Linked DNA regions of Zea mays: regions 2 and 3 are each linked to region 1. The links are chromatin contacts, called in public Hi-C maps. All regions are on one chromosome and are shown on one strand. The core of a region is the stretch at or near the end of the contact, and the rest is flanking DNA. Distances in the headings are between cores, read along the strand shown.

Region 1 (4,610 bases), core at 640-3,139:
CACCAAAACAATACTAGTTATTATCAGCTGAAGGAAGATCCTCGTTCGCTTTAATTTTCCTAAATAAAGTAAACCGTGGTACTGCCAAAGGATGAAGTAAAAGGCAGGTGGTGTGGTGTGTGCCGAAACCTGAAAATTTTCAGTTCTGGGTGGCGGACCCATGGCGAGTGATCGCCCGGTGTCCCAGTCGCCACGCGGCGACTAGCGACACCGCTTCACTTGTACTCTAGACGTCGAGAGCAGCGGGCCCACCACGTACGTCATCGTCAGGTGCCGTCGACGGTGAACGGTGGTGGCACCCGCGTCTCGCTCGCCACCGCACCCGACGACCGGCCGGCCGGCCGGCAGCGAAAGGGAGCAAAAAGTCGTCAGGGGAACTCGTGAGGCTGCGATCACGATTGGTCATGCCGGCGGGGCGCCCAGGCGAACGCGAAGCCGTCGAGGCCACGGCGCTGGTGGGCTGCAACGGAAGGCAACCCCTGACCTACGGACGTCGGTTTCTAATCAGCCGGCGGAGCAGCTTTTGCGGGCGGGGAGAAGGGCACGGCCACACGGGGATGGCGTGATCGACCGATCGTCTACGACGGGACCTGCGAGCTGATGCGATGGTTGGTGTGTATGGAAGGGAAGTCATGTAGAGTCACCGCTCGACGGCGATCCTTGGTTCCCGTCCAGGCGGTAATGATATACTGTATTTTCTGTCGACCCGCGTACTTGCGTTGGCTTCAGCCTCGAAGTAACAGACTAACAGGCAACCAGAAATGGCATCCAGGTTGTGCCGTCAATATTCAGAATCTGAGTTTGGGCCAGCGCACGCACTCGCACGAACCACGAACATGGTTTCCAAACTGGCAGGATTTGCAAAAAAAAAAAAACCAAGTCGGGATACAAACTGGAAACTGCTAGGATTTGCAAAAAAATAAAATAAAAATCTCTTTTGAGTGAGGGCTGAGCGCGTTTGGCTGTGGGGTCGTCGGTACAGGCACAAGAAAAGAGTGAGACCGAAGGTTCACCAACGGGCTAGCTGTTGGGCCATTGCCTTTGCTTGCATCCACAGGAACACCCCCCCTCCCCCTCCCTCCATGCTTTACCTACAACCGCCAACTCAGGTCACTCAAGGGGCTTTGATGCTCTCGATCTACATGTACATTGGACGCGCCGCCGGCTGAGATGAAAGATCATTTTCGCAGCCGTCCTTGCCTCCGATCCACTGGTAAAAGTGACCGGAAAGAAAATACGCTAGCTCCGGTGGCGTGGTTTTGGTTTGCTCCAGCAGAAGCTAAGGAACCAAGACTGATGGCAATAGGTGACCAAAAAACAAGCTAATTAAGTGACCGCCATGCCAGATCAGGGCAAGATATAATAAAAAAAACCGGATTATTATTACAGTCTTGGGTCTTCTTGGCACACCATGCGAATTTCCTCCCACAAATGGTCTAATGGGGTTATCACATTCACAACTCGAAGGTTTGGTTCACGGGCTAGAACTCGGCGGTGCTGCACTGCACCACGCACCTCTGCGAATTCGTCTTTCCGGCACCAACTCCCTCACTGTTGGTGGGGACTCTTCGTCACTGTTCCCAGCATCGTTTTCTATGCTGGTGGTGGCCCAATGAATGCAAGGCCGGCCGGGTAATCTAGAACACCTTGCTGGTCGGCAGGCACTCGTGTACAATACACCAGTAGCAGCAACAACAACAACACATGCTCGCATGCTGCACGATGCCTTGTAGGCTCGCCAAGGAAGCATCCACTGACCAGCATCCAAGCGAGGCAGCCTGACCGCCCACCGTACTACACGCGAGCGCGCGCTTCTGCCCCCGCCCTGTAAAACTCTGAACATAAAAGTGCATCGCCCTGCCTCCCTCTCTTCATCTCCCTCTTCCAAGGAGAACACCCACCTCTCTCTCTCTCTCTCTCTCTCTCTCTCTCTCTCTCTTGTTGGGACCTGGAGAAGAGGAAGGAACAGGGAGCAGGGGGGAAGAAGAGGTTGCTGCGACGGCTCAAGCCTCAAGTAAGCACCAGTTCATTCATAGTGTCGTCTGACCTTCATCTATTTCTGTTGTTTGCTTCCCACTTCCCCATGTCTAATGTCGGTACTAGCTAGATCATGTCTTCGTTCTACGCCTTTTGAATCTTGACAATGTACTAATTCATAGACCTGCTGACAAGCCTGCTGCGCATTATCAAGGTACACGTATGACGTATACCCTTGTGCCCGGCTAGATTCAGAGAAGCAGTCGTTACCGTTATAGAAGTGTGTACTTGTATCGACAGTGTACTGCGTATGCTCGCTGTTTTGTACTGCTAGAATCTGAAGCCACACGAACAGCATAGCATAGTGCACTACTGCACTATGCTATGCGTGACAACTTGTTGATCTCTCTCTCTCTCTCTAAGATTTATGTCCATGGTCTTGCTTATTAATTAATTACCTGGTCCGGTAGGCTATTAGCATGTGTCTTCGTTGATCCCACGTGGACAAAAATGCGCACAAAAGCAACAAATCAAGGAATAATGTCATCAGGGTTAGCGCAGATGACATTAACGACTCTGGTCATCGTTTAGGGCTACTCTGAGAACTTCAAATCCCCTTCGGGATCGGAGGGGATTGGGGTGTAAATGAACTAATTTTTAGTTTCCAAACTATGGCTATTATTTCAGCTAGAAAAAGTTTATATAGCTTGTGATGATTTTCATGAATTAGTTGAGTAGGGCTGTCTACCCCATGCCTTTACGACAATGCTGGCTACGAGTATGTTAGATGCAACTAGCCTTTCAGCCCGTACATCTGCATCAAACATGAGCTCCCTGCTTTAGGCTTTTCTCAGTTATATATATATATATATATATATATATATATATATATATATATATATATATATATATATATATATATATATATATATATATATATATATATATATATAAAACACATATTTTTTAATGAAAAAGACAAGTCGATTCAAATTCGCGTCAATTTACAGAAGGAAATAAGAATCTAAAGAGAGCAGAGTCCTCTGCAACGGAGGTCGGTGCATTGGGATTTTCCATCCATTTCCACTACAGCAAAAAAAGGGGGGGTCACCTTCCACAAATTTCCTTCTCAACCACTTGGATCTCACCAACCATGCAAAGCTACTTCTTAAGCAACATATTAATATATTATAATAAGAGACCACCAAACACATGAAGCGTGCGGTGGGTTGGATAACCACTATAAGAACATGCATGTGTTCAGTTCCTCTTGTCTTCCTGTCATCTTATGAGCCACTTTTTTGTTTGCTTATAATCTTGTGAATCATTTGAAAGCAACTGTAACCACCTTCGGTTTGTTGTGCATCTGAGGGCCCAGTAGGTAGTAGGCTCCAGTTCTCCAAAATATAGGACAAGACTATGGCTGGCTACTGACTTTTTAAGAAGTTAGCTCGGGTACAATGTACAACCATGTGTTAGGATAAAAGCAAGCAATATGCATGTGCAATCATACCAACTTTGCAATTGATGATCTTGAGAGTTGAGAGCTGACCGATTTAATCAATATCTCTGTTACTTTAAAGCATCAGTTTCGTGTGTCGTGTATCACGTACGAAACGTATAGGTCTGTTCCTCTTCTCCACTACTTGCCTAACAATAGACCGTTATATCATGTATGGACCTTGAGAAACTACTCAAGCCCATAAACCCTAAACTCTAAGCCACACGTGGTACATCGCTCACACATAGTACCACCTCGCTAGCCGAAGGACGACGAGCGATCTATTAAAAAAATGAGTTAGGCTCCTTTAACCTCATACTTTTTTCGGCATTTTAGTTAAGATAAATTGTAATATTTATTCTTATTAGTTTAGTATCTGATATGTTGATCATATGTTTCCTCTAATATTAAATTTACCTTTTATTTTATGGGTATTAAATATGATTGTGTGTCGCAATACACAGATATTGTAATAGTATGAATATATAGGTCATGGTTAGCCTTGTTTGGTGTGAGCATATTACATGCGGCAGGTAAAGTGCCAGGCAATATACAACGAAAAGCATCAACGTGTTTATGGGTTCCGGCAACAAGCGCGCTACAGGCAATGCTAACTACCGCCTGGCCCGTTCTGTGGTCCAGTGAGTTAGGGCATCAATGGTTCAATACTACTAATTAATTTATAATCACAAATGGACAGCATCACACTGACAAAACACTATGGTTGTACAACAGCAATGAGTTCAAGCCAAACATGCCAAGGAACGAACTAGATATGCCTTCTATTTTCTCAAGTTTAGTATGCATCCTTAGATCGACTATACTCTTTACAGATTTTTGGATCCAGGCAGACAAGCAGAGAAACACCAGTTGGTCAAGATGTCAGCTGGTTTCCAGCTCGGTGTGATCGGGTCACTTGCACTCTCTGTCGCATCCTCAGTTGCCATTGTCATCTGCAACAAAGCTCTCATCAGCACGCTTGGTTTTCCGTTCGGTCAGTACAGCATACTTTGTTTTTATTTTCCCATGCATCAATGGACCTTGAATTGAATAACAAAACATCAAGTGTAGCTGCTCACTCAGAGCGTGATTTATGAACCTATGCAGCCACAACATTAACAAGCTGGCATCT
Region 2 (4,610 bases), core at 959-3,458, 160 kb after region 1:
CTAGAAAACTAAATTTTCTCTCAAAATAGTCACTTCCACTCAATGCACAATCTGAGTAATTTCTCCTCCCAACAAATGATTTCCTCTTCCTGCGTGGGGGCACCAGTAGTGAGAGCTGCAGCGGCCTGTGTGCCGGCGGTTTCCTCAAGGGTTGGACGAGCTGCGGCAGCTGGAGAGCCTCGCCAAGCACCCCTATCTCCAGATCCTTGTCGCCGACGAGATCCGCAAGTTTGCCCGCGTCCACGTCCTCCAGCAGCAGAATCTACTCGCGCACGTACTGCAGCACCACACCGTGCTATAGATTTCTTCTCCCTCCGACGAGTGTAGGCTCCTCCTCGTCGGCGGCGCGGGACGCGCGCTCCTTGCCTTGCTCCGCCTTCTCCTTGCGCGCGGTGTCGGCTGTCACCTCCTTGGCCTTCTGCGCCACCTGCGCGCCCGTGGAGACCGTTGCGTCCTTGGCCTTCACAGCCGCCTGCTGCGTGTACCCGGCCATCGTCTTCCTCGTTGCCACCGCCGCCTCCTTCGCCTTCTCGGCCGCGGCCGTCTCACCGGTGCTCAGCCTGGCTCCTCCGCCTCCTCACCACTACGCCGTTGATCCCGGCTCCGGTACCATGTAGAGGTTTCTGGAAGAGTACAGCAGAAGTGTCCAGACTACACTGCCACACACACGAATATGTACATGTTAATGGGCCAGACACTAGTCACATGGCCCAACACTTAGATAACTACAGCTAATCAATGCTGTCACTCACCTTGCATTTTTGTTGACACAAGATTTTAGCACACCAGCATGTTGTCTCTCTCTCTATATATATAACAATATGTGTCAAATGCCTTCTATTCCCCATGCCAATGATACATGTGACTGGTTCTAACTTCGCCTTTTTTGTTGATTAATGTGTCAGCTTGTAGCGACGAAGAGGATCACCCAACTGCCCGCTAAGGAGCAACTTCAGGTGCCTGATAATTCATCAGATCACGAAAACCAGATAACTTGTGGGCATAATGAATTGCAGTCAAATAGTTCAAATAGTTTCGGTCAGCTTTGTACATATGGTTTTCTATTCATCCTTATGCCGCCCATAGATGTCATTGATAAACGGAAAAAGGATCCTTATTTTTTTTGTTGGAAACCCGTTGTGTAGGTATTTTGGGCGTGTAATCAGTTCGTATCTGTATTCAGGATAATCTGTGCGGTTGCTGTTTCTCACCGACACAAAGGCGTTTGGTCCAGGTGATGCTTGCAGCGCATGAATGCCGAGTCTCTTGCTCCCTCGGTTTACAAAAACTTGTTTTAGACAGGATTTTGAGTTAACTTTTAAAACTTCGATAACAAATAACTTTTAGGGCTTATTTGGGAGAAAGAAATTTGAGGGAATTAAGGGTTGCTTTGGGAGCAAGAAGATTTTTGCCACTTCAATCCTTTTTTAAATAGGATTTTAAATAGGATGGATATTTTAGCCCTCCAATTCCCTCTAATTCCCCTTCGACCAAACTAGCCTTGTGGGCCTAAAATCTTTTTCCTTGCTCACAAACAAGCCGTTAAGGTATCTAATTTAGTCCCCGTTTCAATCTCATGGGATAAAATTTTAGCTTCCGGCTAAACTTTAGCTATATGAATTGAATTGAAGTGCTAAAATTTAGCTTCAATTACCACAATTAGCTCTCATGTTTAGATTACAAATGACTATAAGTAGCTAAAAAAAGCTGCTAAAGTTTATCTCGCGAGATTGGAACAGAGACTTAGTACATTGAACATCATTAGCATAGAATATATATTTATGTTGAAAAGTGCTAGTACATGAGATACGACCATAAAATTTGTTGGGATGTTCTAATAGGAAATAGTGGTCAAAGTCAGAGATGTGCCGCTGTCCATAACGTCAAGCATTTGCAAACTGGAGGGGGGTAACTTGAGTGAGGACGTTTTTACGTTTGACTCGAACTTGTTCCATCTCATAGTTACCTAGTAGTAATCTGTTTAGCTGCGGGGTCTGCATTTCTGGTTTCTGGTTTGTGCCAGAACCAGGAGGCAGGACGAGCCAAGGGTCTCCGCTGTTCGCTCCGTTCCGCTCGGCGGCGCCTTCCAAACCGCACGTCCGCAGTCCGCTGTCCGCAGCGAACACCTGTCCTCCTCCGGTCCTCCCTGTGCGGAACAGTCTCGCCAATCGCCATCACTAGTGTCGATCTGCGCCGGCCTACAGCCTACGTCCGTCGTCGTGTGCGATGGACGCCTTCTTCAGCGGTCTCGACTCCCGGCTGCGGGAGGCAGTGAAGGTGGCGGACTCCATCATGGTGGGGCTGGTGAACGCCGCCATGGAGGACGCCTACAAGAAGAGCCTCTGGAAGGACGGCGACCTGGAGCGCCTCTTCCAGAAGCTCCGCTTCGCCGAGCTCGCTATCATGCAGCTCGAGTGGTGCCTCCGCTTCGTGCGGGGGGAGATGGAGGCCGACGGCGGTGCCGACGACGGCCACGAGCAGCTGCTAGACGACCTCCTCGAGACGCGGGACCGGATCCAGGCCCGCCTCGACGAGGCCGAACTCGCCGTCGCCCAGACGGACTGCGACTACATGCGCCGGAAGCGCGATGAACTCGACCCGTCGCGCCGCCGGGAGACGCCGTCCGCAGTTGATCACCGCGGCGCCGAGGTGGAGGGCGGTACGTTCGAGGAACTCAGGGGGTCCGTGGGCCGGAAGATGACGAGGATGAGGGCTAGGCTGGAGGACGCGAGCTCCGAGCTGGCGGCGCTCATGCAAAAGGTCAGCGGCGAGGCGTCGCCGATGGCGAGGCTGCAGGAGCCCGGCCACGAGGGCGACGGGGTCAAGGGCCTCTCGGGATTCTACAGCATGGCGCAGCTGCTTATGGAGTTCCAGGAGATGGTCCTGGACGCCGGCGTCCTCAGAGACAGCGTCGCATCTGCGTTCGATGCGATGGAGAGGTCGGTCTCTGCTCAGCGGGCAGCCATGGAGGAGCAGCAGTGGCTCATGGATGCAGAGAAGGAGATGTACAGTGCCGTCGTTGAAGGTTTTCTCCGGGAGATCAACGTGGAATCGACGAAACGCAATCAGTCTGAGGGAGAGGGATGCCCGACACCTACATTGCATCATAGCAGAGATGCTCCTGATAATAATAGCTCGGACGAATTCCAGTATCTGAACGATGAAACTAGCCAGCTGCACTCAGCAAGGCGTATCCCGGCAGAGAAGTCAGAGAGCAGACTGCGTTATACTAATTCAGAAGAGGATTGTTTCTGTCTCTCTCAAGAGGAAGCTGAAAGGCTAACAGAAACAACGATTGATTCAGAAATTAGATTTGAACTGCAGCGTGTTTTGTACTCAGCAGCATTCAGAGACCTATTAAGCAAACTTTCGGTTCAGGCATATCATGCACAGAGGCTTACAGAACAAAGAGATGAAACGGAAATCAGAAGTAATATACAGTATGAGATGGATAGTATCATATTCAAAGACTTGGTGAAGAACCTATGTGTTGAATCCGTTGATCATCTTATCAAGACCTGGATCCAAGATGAGGTGCATAGAGCTCTTCTTGCCAAGATTATGAATCCTTGGAAGATCACTACTGAGATGGTTCACAGCGAGAGACTTATCAAGGAAGAGATTGAATGCATTGTTTTTGGAGGTTTGATAAATGATTTGGTAAATGGTCAAAATTTAAGTGTGGTCAAATATCAACACCAAAATAGACCCAGCGATAATCTGGGAAGATTCGGTATGATTGACAGCGCCGAGCAGTTAGTGAATGGGAAGATACAAGTCAATGTAACTACTGAAGATGATGGTGTAGGCTCTGATCAACATAGAATACTTGTGAATCAAGAAGTTTTAGGTCTAATTGGTAACTGTGACAGGCAAAATTCAAAAGGAAGTGATAAGCAAGCTGAAGAATCAATAGGCAGAGATGATGTTAAGGAACGATTGGATGATTGCAGGAAGCTGCAAACAGAAGAGGTAGCTACAGGTTTGTGCATGCCTTCTGAAGGAGTGATTCAAGAAATCTGCATTCCATTGACAAACATATATGAAATATTTGGGGACTTTGAGGCTATTACCTGTGAAAAAATAGGAACATCTGTGCTGAGGTTTGTAAGTCTTCATTCTATACTTTGCTATTAACGCAATAGGAGGTTGAAACAGAAATTGATTTAGTAGTTCGGATACAGACATGCAGTTCAGTGAGCTGTGAGAGAGGTGGCACTACTTAACTATGATCAATGGACCATTGTACAGATTGAGAGACCTGGACAAACAATTGTCAAACCTGATTGAAAAAGTGAACTCTCTTAAAACAAGTGAGTTTCTGTACCGGAGCGCTTTCACTAGGAGATGTTGCGACCTTCAAACAGCAGAAGCAGAGGTTAGAAACAATGGATATATCTCTGTATCTGTATGCTGTCCATAAAGTCAGACATTGTCTTAAAAAAAGTTTTTTTTAAGCTGGTGCCCTCAGTTTTGCTGGTGTGCTCATTTTTACCCTTAGTCGTGTTTTTTTTTTTGCTCAGTTTTGCCCTTCCAGTGTTATAGAACAGAAAAGGTTTCGGTATTGCCTCACGCATGGCCAAAAGCACTGAATTAAAAACAATAGGAGG
Region 3 (4,610 bases), core at 821-3,320, 130 kb before region 1:
GGACGCCATGGCGATCTCGGTGCCCTTGAACCCGTAGTCCAGGCTCGGGTTGCGGCTGCCCGCCAGGTTGGAGGTCAGCCCGTTGTTGTAGAACTCGTTGACCAGCTCGGAGAACTGGGCGAACATGAGCTTGCCGATGTTGGCGACGGCGAGGCGGGCGTTGTCCATGGACACGCCGATCGGGGTGCCCTGGAAGTTGCCGCCGTGCAGCGCCTTGCCACGGTGGACGTCGATGACAGGGTTGTCGTTGACCGAGTTGACCTCTCGCTCGATGGACTTGGTGGCGGCGCGGATGACCTCGATCTGGGGGCCGAGCCACTGCGGCGACGTGCGGAGCGCGTACCTGTCCTGCTTCGGCTTCAGCAGCGGGTCCATGGCGTTCACCTCCTTGGCGTGCTTCATGAAGGAGCTGCCATCCAGGATGTGCTCCATGATGGCAGCGGCCTCGATGGACCCCGGGTGGTGCTTGAGCTTGTGGGTAAGGTGGTCCGTGTACTCGGGCTTGCCGTTCATCACCTCGCAGAAGACGGCGGACAGGACCTCGGACAGGACGGCGAGGACGTTGGCGTCGAAGCACACCATGGCGGCGAGCGCCGACCCCACGGACGTGCCGTTGACGATGGCCAGGCCCTCCTTGGGGTTGAGCTTGAAGAAGCCGCCCTCGATGCCGGCCGCCTTGAACGCCTCGGCGGCGTCCACCTTCCTGCCGTCAACCGTGACGGCCTGCGCGTTGGGACGCCCCGTGATGAGGCCGGCGATGTAGGACAGCGGGACGAGGTCGCCCGACGCGGTGATGGTGCCCCGCAGCGGCAGGCACGGGCTGACGCCGGTGTTGATGAGCTTGGTGATGGCCTCGAGGATCTCGAAGCGGATGCCGGAGTAGCCCTGGAGGAGGGTGTTGATGCGGACGAGCATGGCCGCACGCGAAACCTCGGACGGGAGCGTGTGGCCGTCGGAGCCGTTGCCGAAGATCCCGGCATTGAGATGCCTGGGTTGTCGCAGAGAATAGAACAGATGGAGCTAATGTCAGTTACTACTCAGTTGTAATAATGTCAGCGCGGTGTAAGATCCGCGGTTAGAATTTAGAAACGATGGACGGAATCGGATGGAGTAGCATGCGAATTCAGAACGAGCCCAGCGGCAGCAATTGCAAGTTGCAACGACCGGCCGCCGGTCGATCATTGCCAGTGGGCATGCCCAGTCCCCACTCCCCACTCCCCAGGGACAGTTAATCATATTTGTCGCTGCAACCACTCCGCTGAGAGATACTTTACTTAGGGCATGTACAATGGGTGTTTTAAGTTGTGTCTTACAGTGTGTCTAGGGGGGTGAATGTAAAAAAACTCAAGACACGTATCTTGACGAAGACACAGTGTCTTAGCTCTATGTTCGAGACAGGAGACTAGCTGATTGGTCACTTTAATTTATTGAATACTCTGATTGGTACAATGAATATCGTAAGACACATGTTTTAGATATGACCATTGTATTATGTTGTGTTTTAGTTGTATCTTATACTTGGAGTACCGTGCAACAGTATCAGGGTTGTACATGCCCTTACTGGAACAACAAGTAGACAAGGAGACACGTGGTACCGCGGCAGTACTAGTAGTACCTGAGCAGCTCGACCTGGAGCGCGGCCCCGTCCTTGGTGCGGCGGTGCGAGGTGCCGCCGAAGCCGGTGGTGACGCCGTAGATGTCGCCGCCGTGGGCGATGCAGTCGAGGATCCACTCGCTGCTGGCCTTGACGCGGGGGCGCGCCTCCTCGTCCAGCTCGACGGCCACGCCGGACGCGTCCTTGGCCGCGGCCACGGCCGCCACCTGGCCGACGCGGAGGCTGGAGCCCTCGATCTTGACGACGGGGTCGCGGAACTGCGCCACCATGCGCTTGACCTCGTCGAGGTGGCTCCCCGTCAGCTCCGCGGCCGCCTTGCCCCAGTTGAGCGGGTCGCTCTCGAGGATGGCCGTGTTGCTCGCCATTTGGGCCGGGAGGGGATGTGTGTGATGATGCTGATGCGGTGTGGCAGAAGAAGAGCTCGGGAGGCAGCTGTGGTGGTGGATGGACTTTGGAGCTCTTCTTGAAGGGAAATGGAGCGGGGGCGAGGCGGTTATATAGGGTAGCAGCACTAGCACTAGCACTAGCAATAGCAGCGGGGGCTTAGGTGAGGCACTGAGGCCGGGTGTTGGTGGGTTAGTTGGCGACCGGGTTGGTGAGTTGAGTGGTGTGGTGGATCTCATTCTCATCCCAGAGCGGGGTGACATTCTCCTTTTTATTTTTCTTCCTTTCCCTCGTTTTATTTTATCTTGGCGGGAGTAGTATGTGTGTGCAGGTGACTGTACATTGACATTGTTGAGCTGGGGTGACCTGATCCAGCGTGCGTTGGTTGGACCTGAACCTGAAGGGTAGGTTGGGATGGAGGCAGTCCAACTAAAACGTGACTCTTTACTAACTGTTGCCTCCAGGAGCCGTACTAGAACCCATGGACCAGACTGATTAATCCACGGGCGCCATCCGAACCCACGCTGTCCTATTGAAAAGAAAAAAACTAAACTTCACCAGAATTTTTAAGGCTTAATAAATGAGCTTTAATGCCATAGATTTATTAACTCAAGATCTGTGCTTTGTGATGGTGAGTACTACATATTATGGCGAGAAAAATAAATCCAGGCACTCCTATCATTATAGCCCGCTGACACATGAAATATTCGTTTATACGATAATTAGTTTTTTTTCAAAGAAAATATATCTTCGTATTACGTAGAGAAGTCATTGCATTTCGGAGCAACGCGTATATATGGTACACACACAGGCACCATAGTTAGTTACCCTTGGTTTAAATTGATACTAGTGTAGTTGATTCCAACATGTATAGTTTGTTTTCCAGTAAAGACGGTGTAAAAATTGTGGTGTCATGATCTCTCCTTATAACATTCGTTGTTTTGTCACCGCAAAGGTAGACTTAAATCGGATATGAGACAAAACAAGAAGCTTTAAAAACTGAATACCAATAAATAAATAATAGCTAAAATACTGTTGTTTATTCCACCATTATATTTACGCAAACTATTGCATGCATTATTCGATTTCATAGTGTGGGCATGCAAACGGACAGTTAGGAAGTCGAACTTGTCTTTTTAGCAACAATGCAAGTGGAAAGAGGACCACCCCACTGCTGCTACTGCTAGCGAAAATTGCTAACAAAGGTCACAATGGAAGCCCATATAGCCATCCGAAAAGCCACAACCTACGAGTACAGGGCCCAACTGTGAAATTAACGTTTCGCTGTGTTCGTCTTTTCTCTTCTAATACGCGGGGCAGACGCTTATATCTAATCTACCTGCAGCGCTGCCGGCACACACTGGATCGTCATCACTGTACCCCCCCCCCCCCCCCCCCCCCCCCCCCCCCCCCCCCCCCCCGACGGGAGCACGTTCCGGTCTGGTGCACCGTCCGCTGGCGCGGACGACGTTTGCTATCTCGCTCGCCAGTAGCCCCGAAGCCAGCTCGGGCGCAGGACCCGGGCGGGGATCCAAATCGATCGACCCACAGGCCGGTCTCACCAACCCAGAACCAGGATGAGAGCGCCGCGGGTAGGAGAAACAACGGGGGGGTTGGTGTTGATGTGGATGTTGCCGATGCCCGGATCCCTTTTCCCGCTGTCGCAAAACTGGGTTGTTGGGTTGCTCGGCCTCGTTCAACCAATCGGAGACCCTTCGCCTCCATCACGGGCCTTTTCGGCTTCGTCGTTTCACGACGTCGTACTTCCACGCAGCGTCACGGGCCGCCGCTGCCGTCGTCCTGCAACTGAACCATACTGTGCGGTATCAGTAAATGAGAGGTCTCTGTTAGGATTTATGGGCTTGGCCCAATTAAGGATTTCTAATAAATCCCAGGAAAATCTCAAAAGCCCATATAAGTGGATGGCAAAGGGATAGGTGGAACCAATAGCACTATATTGCTAGCTCTTGTGGAGTAGAGCTAACTTAAATATGGAAGCCACACTCACTCACCAAGTCATGGATGAGAGGAGAGAGAGTGTGGAGAGCCACACGCGCGCGCGCTCGCTCGCCTGGCCTGGCCACCGGGCCGGGGCGGGGCGGGGCGGGGCGAAGGGCGCGGGCGCACGACATGCGCGTGAATGGTCCGCCGAAATCCGGCCCCTCGCCTTGCGGGGGCGCGGCTACCTTTTGCCGTTTGATTTTTTGGTTTCTTGGCTGTTACGCTTATCCTAACCGATCGCTACAAAATCTCAACTGATTGCGAGATTTTCGTGGGTGGATAAGCACGGGGGTCGCGGACTCGGCCCTATAAAAATCCCCAGCTCCCAGTTCGCTTTCGCCTCTCTTCATAGCTGAGCCGCCTTTTAGTTCCCTTCGTCCCGACCGCAGAGGTGCATCTGCGATCAGGAGAGCAGGTCTTCGGAACCCTTCGTCTTCTAGATCCTGCACCGGGAGAGGGCGAATAAGGTTTTTGGGAAGCGTCTTCACGCGACTGCTCGTGATCTTCTGACATCGTCGACCCAGCTGATCCTGGCGCGCGCCAACAATCAGTAAGTCTAATCAGTACGCATCATCTGATTTGGCTTTTATTTCAGTTCTTCTGATTTGGT

What was found. Hi-C and Micro-C count contacts between places; a contact is called where the count stands out from the background.
Region 2: a contact with region 1 is called in a Hi-C map of ear, with 2.2 times the contacts expected there. The contact joins the promoter of LOC110366358 here to the promoter of LOC100192570 in region 1. A contact is called at or near these places in 2 of 25 Hi-C or Micro-C datasets (ear and tassel).
Region 3: a contact with region 1 is called in a Hi-C map of ear, with 1.8 times the contacts expected there. The contact joins the promoter of LOC100384215 here to the promoter of LOC100192570 in region 1. A contact is called at or near these places in 2 of 25 Hi-C or Micro-C datasets (ear and tassel).

The regions. Positions count from the first base shown.
Region 1 is chr2:29,498,113-29,502,722 of Zm-B73-REFERENCE-NAM-5.0, reverse strand. It overlaps LOC100192570, which reads left to right and starts at 1,889. Exons shown (of 8, transcript NM_001137785.1): 1 at 1,889-2,014; 2 at 4,312-4,472; 3 at 4,586-4,610. The coding sequence starts at 4,358.
Region 2 is chr2:29,338,424-29,343,033 of Zm-B73-REFERENCE-NAM-5.0, reverse strand. It overlaps LOC110366358, which reads left to right and starts at 2,208. Exons shown (of 3, transcript NM_001351935.1): 1 at 2,208-4,103; 2 at 4,252-4,378. The coding sequence starts at 2,227. It overlaps LOC100191599, which reads left to right. Exons shown (of 2, transcript NM_001137028.2): 2 at 906-1,213. The coding sequence ends at 943.
Region 3 is chr2:29,632,495-29,637,104 of Zm-B73-REFERENCE-NAM-5.0, reverse strand. It overlaps LOC100384215 (phenylalanine ammonia lyase2), which reads right to left and starts at 2,070. Exons shown (of 2, transcript NM_001176787.2): 1 at 1,616-2,070; 2 at 1-988. The coding sequence starts at 1,980.